2 separate regions of the Sus scrofa genome follow, and region 2 is linked to region 1. The links are chromatin contacts, called in public HiChIP or PLAC-seq maps. All regions are on one chromosome and are shown on one strand. Each heading gives the region's core, a stretch centred on a gene start, on an enhancer-like site or on the middle of the called end of the contact. The rest is flanking DNA. Distances are from core to core; before and after follow the strand shown.

Region 1 (7,324 bases), core at 3,418-5,917:
TGTGAGCTGCAGTATTTGTCGCAGACACAGCTTGGATCTGGCATTGCTGTGGCGGTGGTGCAGGCCAGCCACTGCAGCTCGGATTCGACCCCTAGCCTGGGAACTTCCATATGCTGCATGTGCGGCCCAAAAAAGAAAAAGAAAAAAAAAAAAAAGATACAATACAGCCTATTTTTCTTACAAAATGACTCACAACAGACTTGAAAATGTCATTCTCCCACCGCACTTAACATAAGCAATTTATAGCTCCCTTGTGGTGCAGCAGGTTAAGGATCTGGCATTGTCACTGCAGCGGCTTAGGTTGCTGCTATGGTACAAATTCAGTCCTTGGCCTGGGAATGTCCATACGCCAGTGGCTCGGCCAAAATACGTGTGTGTGTGTGTGTGTGTGTGTGTGTGTGTGTGTGTGTGTGTGTGTGTGTAAGCAATATATAAAAATAAATATTTTACACACATTTCAGGAAGATTTCTGTAATGAAAGCTCTATGACTTTGGATACCATCAATATGTTAATGCCTCCTAACTTCAAATCTCTAGCCCTTTACCTTGACACCATTTAATTTGACACCTTGAATTTGTATGTCCACTTGCCTTCTCAACATCATCACTTGGCTATCCAACGGGCACCTCACACTTAATAGATCCAGAACTGGCTCCTGTCCTTTGCCCCACTTGCTGGTCCCTAATCTACTCCATCTTGGTAAATGTCAACCCCATCTTTCCAGAGATTCAGACCAAAAATCTTGCAGACATTGGACCCCTGATGGCCTCTATCCTCGTCCAAGACACCATCATCTTCCTCTTGGATTATTGCAATTTCTTATTTTCTAACTCATCTCCCAGCTTCTGCCCGACCTCATCACCACATGAAAAACAGCCAGAATGATTCTTTTTTTTTTTGGCTGCACCTTTGGCATGTGAAAGTTCCCAATCCAGGGACAGAACCTGCACCACAGCAGTGACCAGGGCCACTGGGGAACTCCCAGAGTGATTCTTTTACTATGCAGTTCACCTCGTGCTGTTCCTTTGCCCCAAACCCCCATTGGCTCCCCAAATCACTCAGATTAAAAACCAAGTCGTTCTGGGGAGTTCCCGTCATGGTGCGGCAGAAATGAATCTGACTAGGAACCATGAGGTTGCAGGTTCAATCCCTGGCCTCGCGCAGTGCAGCGGGTTAAGGATCCGGCATTACCGTGAGCTGTAGTGTAGGTCACAGATGTGACTCGGAGCTGGCGTTGCTGTGGCTGTGGTGTAGGCCGGCAGCTGTAGCTCAGATTCAACCCCTAGCCTGGGAACCTGCATATGCTACGGGTGCAGCCCTAAAAACCAAAACAAAAAAACAAACAAAAAAAACCCAACCCAAGTCCTTCTCAAGTCAATCTGCCCTAAACTTCATCTCCTACAACTTTCACCCTTACTCATTCTGGTCTTCAAACAAGCCAGGCATGATCTGATTGCTGTCAGCTCGGTGTTCTTGCTCCTGCCTCTGCCTAGAATCTTTGTCCCCCACCTAGCTACCTGCAAGACTGCCCTATTGACTTCAGGTCTTGGCTCACTGGCGATGCCTTCCTTGACCACCTCCCAAACACTCTCAGCCCCAGCCTATGTCACACGTTGATAATTCAGTCTTCCCTCCACTAGAATGTTCGCTTCACAAAGGCAACAAGCTGAAAATACCAGCAATGCCAACTATGAAAAAATATATACTCATGTAGTAATTAATAGATAGGCATGTTATTTTCAACAATCACTATCATAATATATATTACCAAGGTTCTTTCTGAATAAATTTTTCCAGTCAGTATTTCTCCCTACATTTTATTTTTATTTATTTATTTATTTATTTGTCTTTTCTAGGGCCATGCCCGCGGCATATAGAGGTTCCCAGCCTAGGGGGTCTAATCAGAGCTGTGGCTGCGGGCTATGCCACAGCCACAGCCACACCAGATTCTAACTGCGTCTGCAACGACAGATCCTTAACCCACTGAGCAAGGCCAGGGATCGAACCTGCAGCTTCATGGTTCCTAGTCGGATTCGTTAACCGCTGAGCCATGATGGGAACTCCTCTCCCTACATTTTAGAGTCCTTATTCTTCCATTACTAATTTTTCTCTTTTGAAACTAAATTCTTTCTTCCAAGTCCACAAACTTAATCTCAGACTCACTCAAATACTAGAAGTAGAAAAACTCTGTCTATAATACAGACTTTTGCCTATTTTCTCTGTCCATTGCTCAGACTTTTACTGATTTCCTTCTTTATTTACTTCATTTTAATTTTTTGTTTCCTTTGAAAGCTTCTCCTTAGATTTCAGTTTGCTTTCATGTTCATTACCTCCAAGCCTAGCAAGAAGGGGCTTCAGTTTGGTGTGGAACCAACTAGACTTTTCTCCGCATATTTGCCTCTTGGATCCCCTCATGCTCTTAGTTTCTGAGTTCTGGAAGCTATGAATCTGTTCCCTCCATCACACCTTGTTATTTTTTGTCTCTTCAAACTCTTCGCACAAAGTTTAGACCGCCAAATCCTTTTGCCTACTCCAGTCAAACCAACAGCCCAGCAAATGTGAAGCCAGAAAACACCTTATCTTCGTGTGTCTCAGCAATACCGGCTCTTAGAGTGTGGCTTAGAAAATCTGTAAGGGAATTTTAGGTTGTCACAATCACTGGGGAGAAGGAAGATATCAACATGCATTTGGGATGCTGGACAACTGCAATGTGACAAAACTACATGATAAAATATCCCACATTTCATCAGGCTTTTCAGTGTCCTTCCAGACACCTCTTTATGTGTCCGAGGCCAAAATAACTCCATTTCATATATGCCAAGCTATTTTCTTTTAGGTGTTTTGTTTTGTTTTGTTTTTGGCTGTACCCATGGCATCCAGGCGTTCCCGGGCCATGGAGAGAACTCAACCCACCCCAGTAACCCAAGCCACAGCAAAGACAACACCAAGTCCTTAACCGCTAGGCCACTAAGGAACTTCCTGAAGTTTTAAAATGCATTAAAATTTCTGGATTTCCTCTTGTGGCTCAGCAGGTTAAGAACCCAACTTGTATCCATGAGGATTTGGGTTCCATCCCTGGCCTCGCTCAGTGGGTTAAGAATCCAGAGTTGCCCTGAGCTGTGATGTAGGTGGAAGATGGCAGCTCAGATCTGGCGTTGCTGTGGCTGTGGCATAGGTTGGTGGCTATGACTCCACTTCTACCCCTAGCCTGGGAACTTCAATATGCCACAGGTGCGGCCCTTAAAAACAAACAAACGAACAAAAAAGTCTAAGAATTCTTCATGTGAAAAGCAATGGATGATTATACTTTGATGTGGTCAGTGGTATAACATGTTGGAAAAATCATTCTACCCTCATGCTTCAAGTAATCAACAGAATACACCCGTGGCAGCTGTAACTTTTGCATTTATAGTTAAGGTAGTGGATATGCATACGAGCAAATGACTACTTCTTTGTATTTCTACTGCAGACATGTTTTAGCCTTTATATTTTGTTTTTTGTTTTGTTTTGTTTTGTTTTGTTTTTGTCTTTTTGCCTTTCCTAGGGCTGCTCCCACGGCATATGGAGGTTCCCAGGCTAGGGGTCTAATCAGAGCTGTAACCACCGGCCTACACCACAGCCACAGCAACGTGGGATCCGAGCCACGTCTGTGACCCACACCACAGCTCACAGCAACGCCAGATCCTTAACCCACTGAGCAAGGCCAGGGATCGAACCTGCAACCTCATGGTTCCTAGTCGGATTCGCTAACCACTGTGCCACTATGAACTCCTAGCCTTTATATTTTGAAATATATTATTTTGGTATTTTGCAATCTTTCTCCTTTACATTAGATCTAGGACTATTTTTTTAATTATGTGTGTAGATGGGTTATATTACCATGATTTTCATTACAGAACAGTTTTTTTGTTTGTTTGTTTTTAAGGTCTATTCAGCACTTATAAAGGGAGCTTGAGGCTAATTAAACTGAGAACCACTAACATAACGGGCAGACCACACTAAGATTTCCATTTGCTTCCCAGGCTACTGTTGACACCTGGACCACACCACACACAACCTCCTTCTCACTTTCAAGGTCTTAAGCTTTTTTAAAAGGGACCTAGATGGTGTGGGTAGTAATGAAAAAAACTTGTATGGTTCTTAAGAATTGGAAATAGGTTCCTATACAAAATCTCGTTTGATGCTCAAAAAGGTCTTTCAGGGAAAAAGCAAAAATAGTCTTTTGTAAAGATTCTTATCAACATAATATTTACCTATTGCACTACCGAACCACTGCCATGGCTTTTCTTATGAGCTTGAGGAGATTTCACAGATGAAGCCACCAAGACTCTCAACCAGAAGAAACCTGAGAACTTTTTTCTTCGGGGTTTCTTTCAGCCTGCTCCTGGAGCCGCGAGAAAACCGAAATCCAAGAAAAGTTCAGTGACTCGCCCATGGTTCCGAGAAATCGCAATATTTCAAAGCAGAGGTGTGAGAAGATATATACGACAGCCTATTTGATAACACTCGCTTTCCTCACCGCAAATTTAGAGAAGTCTGTCACCAGACGAAAACCGGACTTGGCGGGCGGGGCGGAGCCCGCTCCTAGCTCCGCCCTCAGGGCTGTCTGCGGCAGTGCCTGCCTGGCGCCCGGCGCAGGGGTCCTCGTGGGGGTCCTTCGCGCGGGCTGCCCAGGCACTGCCTGAGCGGGTGCGCCGGCGGCTTCCGGTGTGGCTGACGAGTGGTGGCCGAAGCAGGGGGACAGCAAGGGACGCTTAGGCGAGGACCATGGCGGACGGCGGCTCGGAGCGGGCTGATGGGCGCATCGTGAAGATGGAGGTGGACTACAGCGCCACAGTGGATCAGCGGCTGCCCGAGTGCGAGAAGCTGGCCAAGGTAAGGGGAGGCCGGCTGCTTCTTGGCGGGCGCCAGGGGCTGAGTCACGGCGCGGAGCTTGCTTAGGCCTCTGGGGGCCTGCGGGCTGGAGTGCTCATCCCCCTATTGCCTGCAGAAGTAGGAGATCCCAGGTCTGCCTGAATAGGGAGATCCCGCACCCAGAGTACGTTAGGGCTTACAGCTTCCCAGACCTTCCCCAAGACCGATGGTCACTTCAATTCCTGGAGGGGGATGAGACTTCATAGTACTTTTTGCCTTTTCTTGGATTTTGTTTCACGTTTACTTTAGTAGTTTCTCGGGGGTTAAGGCCATTTCAGCATTCACGCTAGATCAGAAGGTTTAGATTCGTTGCTCTTGCCGGATCAATTTCTCTTGTTGCTTATGGATCGTGGCGAAGTGCTTGGCCTTTGGCCAGAAGAAGGGACAGGAAAGTGATAGGACGAAGGTGATTAACACAGGATCCCTGTCCTTAAGGAGTTCATGTAGGCAAGGAGGTAGACAAGTCACGCATGGTGGTGAGTGCTGTACAAATATAAAAGTGTTACTGAAACACAGGAGGAAGCTGTTTGTTCTTAGAGATGGGATAAGGGAGAGTTTTACAGAGAAGCTGACGTTTGTATTAGGGCTTGAGGAGTGAGTAAGATTGGGATGGGGAGGAGTCATCCGCGGAGCAGGACCTGCGGGAAATAGACAAATAAGCACGAAAGTGCAGAGTCACAGGAGCGGGGGTCATGGACAGTAGTTTAGCCCAACTGCTTATTTCCCATGAAAAAGAAATTTTACTTAATCCAAACATTTATCATGCCCCCTGCTGTGTCAGGCAACTTTGTGGGTCATTTTATAGGTAAAGAAACCAAGACTCAGAATTGTTTGTCCGTCAGAACAGTTAGTAATAGATAGAACCAGGGATTTAAATCTAGGTTTGCCTGACTAAGGTTTGGATGGTTGTTGAATCAGTTCCATCATGGGATGTTGTTAAGGATTCTGCTGAGGCCTCATTAAATTCCTTCATCAATCCAGCCACAAACATTTATTGCTGTTCATTTGGGATGCTTTCACTAATAGGGTTTTTTTTTGTTTGTTTTTTTTTTTTTTTTTTTTTTTTTGGTCTCTAAAGGAGCTTACTACCTCAGTACATTAAAACATAATATGTTTAGGGTCAGGAGGGGTGTCAAGTAATACTTCACATTGAATTCTTCGAAAGAACTATTTTAATGCTTTTCTTTTTTCCAGAAAAAGAATTTAGTGGGGCATTACAAAAGACCAGCATAGGGAAAGATGCGTGTCTTAGGTTCGGTACTGTAAGTGGAAGAAGGTCATAAATTAACCTCTGAGCTTTCTGGCTGCTAGTGTAAAGAAACATGGCCAGTGACATAGAAGTTGGAAAACGCAAATACCTACAGCACCAGGCAGAAAGCAATCACTGACATTTATTGAATGCCTTCTTCGGTGCCAGGCAGTCTTCTAAGTCTTACATGTATTAACTCATTCGATCCTCACCTCTGCCCTGTGTGGTAGGTATTACTGTTGGTCCTGTTTTTACAGACAAGAAAACAATCTGAGAAAAATTGAGTCACATGCTCCAAAGCCATAGTAAAGCTGGTCATGTGGTGGAGCCAGGATGCAAACCCAAGCAGACTGATGCTGGAGCTTCTGCTCCCACCAGGCTGTCCAACCTAGTAAGCAAAGTGTAATGAGAACCTGAACTTCTGAGCACCTGCTCAGGGAAAGGGGTCCTGTCCTGCCCTCAGGTTAATCTTTGCCAACTGGGAATGAAGGCCAGGCCTTGTCAACTCTTCTAATTTGAGGGCGAGACCAGGAACATGGATTTTTCTATGAATTGTCTCTGTATTTAGAAACTGGACACTAATCTGTTTTAAAGCACTGTTTGAGCCGATATCACATAGATCAAACAAAACATACCTACAGGCCAAAATCAGCCCCAGAACCACCTCTTTGGAGTTAATAGATTGATAGTGTTCATAGAAAAAGGTTAAGTGCTTTAAAGAAGGACAGCTATTCCTAGAACTGAGCCTAGGAGGGAAAAAATACCTTCCCTTCATCCACCCATTTCTTCTTATAGCCTACTGTGTGCCAGGCCCAATCAGTGTTCGACGTTGTGAGGAGTACGCAGATAGCTCAAAGGCCTGTAAGGGAAAAGTGCTTCACTGCTACAGTTGTAGTTGTTCTACAGTGTGGGGCATTTATTAAGAATATTGTTTTGTTCAAGACTGTTGAAAAGATTTGCAAACTCAAATGCCCAAAGATTTTTTTAGGTGTCAAGTGGGTGAGGAAAATGTTCAGGGGTGTCAAAGCCTGTTAAACTATGTAAAATTAAAGCCATTGATTTTTATGTTAGGACACTGTGCCTGTGGAAAAAAATAAGGTATAAACGTGGATTATCTTTGTGGGGAGGCGGGGCTGGGCAACCCTATGGGGTCGGAGCTG
Region 2 (7,324 bases), core at 3,210-5,709, 100 kb before region 1:
AGGCAACTCTCTAAAGGCCACTCTTTAAGAAACAGAAAACATTCACAATACATGTAAGTAAAATCATTATAGTGTTTGCCTTAAGCTTATACAGTGTCGTATGTCAATTATAACTCAATAAAACTGGAAAATTAAAGAAACAAGTAAGAGTCTGGTCTTCCATGGGTGGAGGGGAGGATTTGCAATAACATGGGTGGACCTAGACAATCACACTGCGTGAAGTAAGAGAAGGACAATATTATATGATATCACTTAAATGTGGATTCTAAAAAAAAAAAAAAAGATACAAATGAATTTACAAAAAAAAATAGACCCAGAGACATAGAGAACAAACTTATGGTTACCAAAGGGGAAGTGGGGAGAGGGATAAATTAGGAGTTTGGGATTAACGTATATACACTACTATATATAAAACAGATGCGAGTTCCCATCACGGCTCAGTAGTAAAGACCCTGACAAGGATCCATGAGGACAAAGGTTCAATCCCTGGCCTCCCTCAGTGGATTAAGGATCCGGCATTGCTGTGAGCTGTGGTGTAGGTCACGAACGAGGCTTGGATCCTGTGTTGCTGTGGCTGTGGTGTAGGCCGGCAGCCGTAGCTCCGATTTGACCCCTAGCCTGGGAACGTCCATATGCCTTGGGTGCAGCCTTAAAAAGACAAACAAACAGCCAGATAACCAACAAGGATCTACTGTATAGCACAGAGAACTATACTCAATTTTTTATAATAACCAAGGGAAAAGAATCTGAAAAATTATTTATATATATATATATTTATGTGTATATATATATATGTGTGTGTATATATATATATATATATATATACATACACATGGAGTTCCCATTGTGGCTCAGGGATAACAAACCCAAGTAGTAGCCATGAGGATGTGGGTTCAATCCCTGGCCTCACTCAATGGGTTAAGGATCCATCACTGCCATGAGCTGTAGTGTAGGTTGCAGACATGGCTTGAATCTGGCGTTGCTGTGGCTGTGGCATAGGCCCGCAGCTGTAGCTTCGATTCAACCCCTAGCCTGGGAACTTTGGCCCTAAAAGGGGGGGGAAGTGTGTGTATATATATATATATATAATATATATATATATGTGTGTGTGTGTGTGTGTGTGTGTAAATATATACATACATATATATATATATACACACACACATATATATATATATCTGAATCACTTTTCCATACACCTGATACTAACACAACATTGTAAATCAACTATCCTTCAATTAAAAGATAAATCAGAGGACACTATGATTGCTCAAATTGCTCAAAAAAAAAAAAAAAAAGGAAAAAAAAAGAGAAAAACATCTCACTCAGCTGGTGAGGGCCCGCCCCATTTCTAAATGATGCCAAAGTACAGGTTCCCTAATAAAAGGTGCTCCAGGAAATCTCATCCAGTGGTAACTCTTGCTCTGACAAAGTCTCTTTCATTTTCCAAATTTTGATTTACTACAACCCATTTGATTTGTTACAAAGCAAATCGGTCCTAGGGAGAGGGCAGGCTGGCTGACTACTAAGAACGGCAGTCTTTCTCAGGGCAGAACTTTGGTTCAGGTTTTGTTGGTGGACAAATCTACGGCAGTTGTGTCAGAATATAGTTATCATGGAAGAGGTTAAAGTATCTGTGGAGGGGAAGAAAGCAGTTCATAATAAGTGTGTGTCCTATGACCTCACTTTAGTAGTAGCGTTGTATACTGGAATGTCAGCTCCATGCAGACAGGGGCTTTTGTCCACTTACTCATGCTTTATCCCTAGGGACTGGCACATGGCTGGCAGTCAATAAATATTTGCTAACTGCAGAAATAGGATGTTTGCATAGAAAGGAAGGTTTATAGGTGCAGCGTATATGCAAATATACTCAACAGTAGTTAACGCTGAGTGTCAGGTTTGCGGGTATTTTCTGGTAAACCTTCTTTCTTTCTTTTTTTTTTTTTTTTTTTGCCTTTTTACAGCTGCACCTGTGGCATATAGAAGTTCCCAGTCTAGGGGTCATATCAGAGCCGCTGGCCTTCGCCACAGCCACAGCAACACCAGATCCTAGCCACATCTGCGACCTACCTGCGGCTTGCAGCAACGCTGGATCCTTAACCTACTGAGAGGCCAGGGATCAAATCTGCATCCTCATGGATACTAGTTGGTTCTTAACCCACTGAGCGACAATGGGAACTCCCTTTTTCTTTTTTCTTTCTTTTAAGACCTATATTTTTCTGCAAGGAAGATGCATTGCTATTATAGTAAGAAAACAAAGACTTCTTTTTATAATGATGGCTGGGTTACTGCCACCACACCTTCCTCTCCTTTCCAACCCCCATTTCAGTACTTTGAGGTCAATCCCACCCTCCCCTATTTCCACAAGGATCTAGAGGCATCAGACAAATTAGAAGCAGCCTCGATTTTAGACAGGTAGGGACCCAGAGTTTTAGTCTAGTTTATTCTGCTACAGCAGTAGTTTTCCCACAGACTTATCAAAGCAGAATATTTAGAAATACTGCATATCATTAGGTTGCTTTCTAAGTTATAGAGCATAGAACTAAACTTGAAAGTTGGAAAAGAGTGAAACTGGAGCTCTTATGAGATGGCAAATTTGTTGCTGAGACTGGAGATGGGAGATACTGCAGCAGTGCCATTCATCTTGCCAGTGATGGGTGAAGAATATTTAGAATTCACCGTCAGTTGCCTTAGCCTCTCTGATTCCCCAAAACTGGGGTGCTCTAACACTTGCCCAGGCCTGTAACAGGTTCTTCTGACACAGAGAATTCCTTACTGAGAAGGCAGAGGTCCTACCTAGGAAGAAGGACCTTCTTCTAAAAAACCCTATCTCCAACACTTGGGCCTTACAAAATACTCACACTAAGTAACAGCTACTGACTTCGTGCCATTGGCGTCTCCATCTAACAAAAGGACTCCAAATATGATTGGGTATTTTAAAAATTAATTGGAAAACTGTTTGGCAATATCTACTAAAGCTGATCATATAACAATTCAACTCCTGAGAACATAACCAACAAAATACACATATTCCCTAAAAGCACTATTTGTAATAATGCCAAACAGGAAGCGACTCAGATGTCCCCAGGAGGAGAAGAAATAAACTATAGCGCATTCACACCATGGAACACTACACAGCAGTGAGAATGACCAAGCACACAACAACAGGACACGTCTCACAATTACAGTGCCGCATGGAAGATGTGTGACACAGGAAACCACATACTCTTACTCTGTTTAATTAAGCTCCAAGGGTACAAAACCCATCTATTGTGTTGGGAGTCAGGACAGCGGTTACCCTGGGATGATGAGAAGACAGGAATGAGGCATGAGGGTCCTGTGCCTTTGATCTGGGTGTGGGTTATTTTTTCTTAGTTTCTATAGTGGATCACTACAAACTTGGTTGCCTAACACAACAGAAATTCATTCTCTCACAGTTCTGGAAGCCAGAAGCCAGAAACCAAGGTGTCGGCAGGACCAGGCTCTCTCTGAAGGCTCTAGGGGACAATCCCATTTGCCTCTTCCAGCTCCTGGCGGCTCGAGCTGTTCCTTGTGTCCACAGCTCTTCAATCTCTGTTTCTATCTTCGTGTGGCCTTCTCTTCCGTGGCCTCTTCTTTTCTTCTGTCTCTTGGAAGGAGACATGTCATTGGATATAGGGACCACCCAGGTAATTCAGGGTCTCAAGAACCTTAATATCAAAAAACCCCTTTCCAAATAAGATCCCATTCCCAGGTTCTGAAGGACCTCTCTGTCTGGGAGCCACCATTCAACCCTCTAGTTACCTGGGGGTGCGATTTCACATAGTGATGTATGCATGCACTTTTCTGGTTGTTTGTTATATATACACCAGGGTTTTTTTTTTTTTTTAAGACAGCTTACACCTTCTCAGAAATACATGTATCTTATTCACCACGAGGCATCTTGCCCACATCTAACAGAAAAGAAGACCACAATTCCTGGTAGTTCATTGGCCACAATGCCCACAGCGCTGTTGGCTTTTCGCAACCTCCCATCCCATGTCTGGTCTTGACAGAATGTATAGAAACCTCACAGCAACTTCCATGTAGGTTTTTATTAACTGATTACCTCCCACCCTCCACAACCCAAAGTGGTAAAATCCGGGAACAAATTACAGGCCTGGGACCATCACAGAGTCTGGGCTCTGCACTGTGTCAGCTCAGAGAACCAGGCTGTAATTTTAGACAGATGTTAGTGAACTTGGGAATTCCTGGTGTGTGGACTTGGGTGCCTCCAACCCCAGATGGCAGGGGAAGCAGCCAGTGCTCCCTGCTCAGATGACCCAGAAAACATTTCTCAATGAATCGTCCAGCGTGACTCACGCTGGCTCCCACATCTGGCAGATCTGGGTTACATCACTCTCTGTCCTCGGTGTCCTGCGGGTTCCTGGGAACACGCTGCCCAGAGTCAAGTGCACCAGCTGCAGCAGCCGGCTGCATTCACACGCCTCTCTGCGTCATACTGACGGCCACACACTACGGGGCTGGCTCCGGCTCCCAGTTCCAGGGGCTAGCCAGCCGCCCCCAGGAGGCCGCCTCCTCTCACTTTCCCATGGGCCTAAGAAGTCACCAGAGAAGTAAAATTCCATGCCCGGAGGCATCCAGGGGAGGCCTGCATTTTCTGCTTTTCTCTAGCAGCAGCTCCCGGCACCATAGTTCCACATTAGCTGTGTTAATCTGGAGAGGGGAGAGGGGGGAACGAACCTAAAAACCTAAGCCATTCACATTCCTCAAATAGGGATCAGAAGAGAAGTAAGTATAAACTTTGAAAGATTACCAAGAAGAAACACTGATTGAGGCAGTAGGTAGCACAAAGTGGACGGTGGCAAGGAGGTGACAATTTTCATGGAGGAGGGGGCCTCTGACACTCTGCTCTGTTGGGCCAGAGTTCTGCTCCAGTCTCTGCATCACTTAAAAAGCCCCATAGCCCACAGTCTACCTGGAACAACACTTATGCTTGTTCCCCATAGCCAGGGATCAAATCCGAGCCACAGCAGTGACAATAGCCAAGTCCTTAACCACGAGGCCACCAGGGGACTCTTCCTGCTTTCTGTTTAACTAGAGATCCTTCAAGATTTTTATTTTATATCCTTTGAGTCACTGATGAGAACTGCCCGGAGGCTGCTTCTGGGGCAGCAGAACTCCCAGCAGCACCCAGTGGGGAGGTTCTTTATCCTCCTGCTCATCATCCCTAGAATGGCGAAGTTCACACGCACACAGCCACAATACAAGCCTGCCTCACTCCCCATCAGTTGCACCTGTTCGTTCAGAGTCATGGCATGTTAGAGCTGGAGGGGACATTTTTAAAAACAATTCTTTCATTGCATTCTTCTAACTGGTTGGCCAATCCATATTCTAAGTCTAGAAGCCAAGGTTTTTTAAGCCGAAAAACAAGAAACCTGACAAGGTAAGTAATTCATCCTTCCAGCTAGATAATGACATACACAAATGGACGACGCAGGTCTCCTCGTTCTTGGTTTCAACGTGACATCACGAGCCTCATTCATTTTTTTAAAAAACCAAAAAGTCTATTGTGAGTCTTTAAAATTGGGGCTGGGATTTATAAACCTGCAGATGTGTTTGAAAGAAATGACCATGAAGAAGACAAAGAAAGGGATGGAGAAGAGATCCCCTTATATCCGGTTATGCAGCTGGTACGTCAGAACCCTGGCTGCCCAGGAGACTCAGCCGGGGGCTTTCCCAACCCCACCCCCATCCCCCATGCCCAGGTCAGACCTCAGAGCAATTAAATCGGAATCTCTGGAGGTGGGGTTTGGATGGCAGTAAGCAACCCGGCAACTCCAGTGTGTAGCCAGTAGTAAACTGATTTATCGGGTTTTAGGCCCAACGCGCTGCGTAGAGACCATAACTATGGTTTCCATAAGAAGAAAGTGGAAAGAGGAGAGAAAAGGAGCAGGAAGGGTCATTTATATGATGAGATCTTCAATTTACTTTTTTTGTTTGTCTTTTTAGGGCTGCACCCACAGCACATGGAGGTTCCCAGGCTAGGGGTTGAATCGGAGCTGCAGCCTCTGGCCTACACCACAGCCACAGCAATGCCAGATCCTTAACCCACTGAGTGAGGCCAGGGATCGAACCTTCATCCTCATGGATACTCTTCAGATTCGTTTCTGCTGAGCCACGATGGGAACTCCTCCATTTCCTTTCAGCCTCTGTGCTTCTACAAGCTAATCAGAGGTGTGGTCGAACTGAGGTCTACATTGCTCTGATGCTCTCAGCCTGGGACAAGGCCACCTTTCCCCACCACATCTGTGACCACAGAGGCATGTGGGCCACACCTGAGAAAAGGGGGCCAGAGCAAGCAGTCAGGTCCCGTACTCATGGAACCGTCACAGGTCTCATGATACTTTTCCTTTTTAAAAAGGGAGCTGGTTCCCATAAGATCCAGCAAGTCCATACTTCAATATACATCTGAAAGCAGAGACTCAAAGGAATATTTGTACACCCACGTTCATAGCAACATTATTCTCAACAGCCAAAGGATAGAGGCAACTCATCCATCCATCAACAGAGGAATGTATAAACACAATGTGGTCTATATGTACAATGGAGTCTTATTCAGCCTGAGAAAGGAAGGAGCACTCTGACAGGTAGAAAGTAGATTAGGGTTGCCATGTACGAAGGGTAGGGAGTGATTGGTGGCTAAGAGGTAGGGGGTTTCTAGGGAGCACTGATGAAAATGTTTCTAAAATTGATTGCAGTGAGGGTTACAACTCTTTGGATATACTAAAAGCTACTGAACTGTGTACTTTAAATGGGTGAATTGTATGGTATGTGAATTATATCCAAGCTGTTTGGGGGAAAAAAAAAAAGGCAGTGTTTTTAAGAATGTCTGCCAGAGGAGTTCCTGCTGTGGCTCAGCAGGTTAAGAATTCAACACAGTGTTCGTGGGGATGCAGGTTCAATCCCTGGCCTCGCTCAGTGGGTTAAGGATCTGGTGCTGTCGTGAGCTGTCGTGTAGGTCACAGACGTGGCTCAGATCCAGCGGTGCTGTGGCTGTGGTATAAGTCAAAGCTGCAGCTCCAATGAGACCCCTAGCCCAGGAATTTCTATATGCTGCAGGTGTGGCCATAAAAAAAGGAAAGAAAAGGGGGAAAAAAAAAACTGTACATAAACTTTAGCCACAAAGAGGTCATTTCTAAATAAGAACAGACCATAGGGAATCTTTTCTCTGAGAAAGTTTTTAAGGACCACACATCTCAGTTATATGGATAGTAAAAGGAAAGTAAAAATTTAAATTCATTTGAAAAAGTATGAATAATGTAAGGGTTCCTGTTCATTTGTA

The links. HiChIP or PLAC-seq counts read pairs in DNA pulled down with a chosen protein or histone mark.
Region 2: a contact with region 1 is called in an H3K27ac HiChIP or PLAC-seq map of alveolar macrophages. The contact joins the enhancer-like site here to the promoter of PSMD12 in region 1.

The regions. Positions count from the first base shown.
Region 1 is chr12:13,727,415-13,734,738 of Sscrofa11.1, reverse strand. PSMD12 (26S proteasome non-ATPase regulatory subunit 12) reads left to right here and starts at 4,667. Exons shown (of 11, transcript XM_003482961.3): 1 at 4,667-4,876. The coding sequence starts at 4,769.
Region 2 is chr12:13,828,331-13,835,654 of Sscrofa11.1, reverse strand. The region is part of intron 1 of PITPNC1 (phosphatidylinositol transfer protein, cytoplasmic 1); the gene reads right to left. Among named protein-coding and RNA genes, the nearest start is that of PITPNC1, 91 kb to the right of the region's middle. Within about 2 kb of position 4,459, at least 33 of the 83 cell types and tissues checked have an H3K27ac peak or open chromatin away from gene starts, as enhancers often do. A contact at or near this core is called in alveolar macrophages, where this site is marked.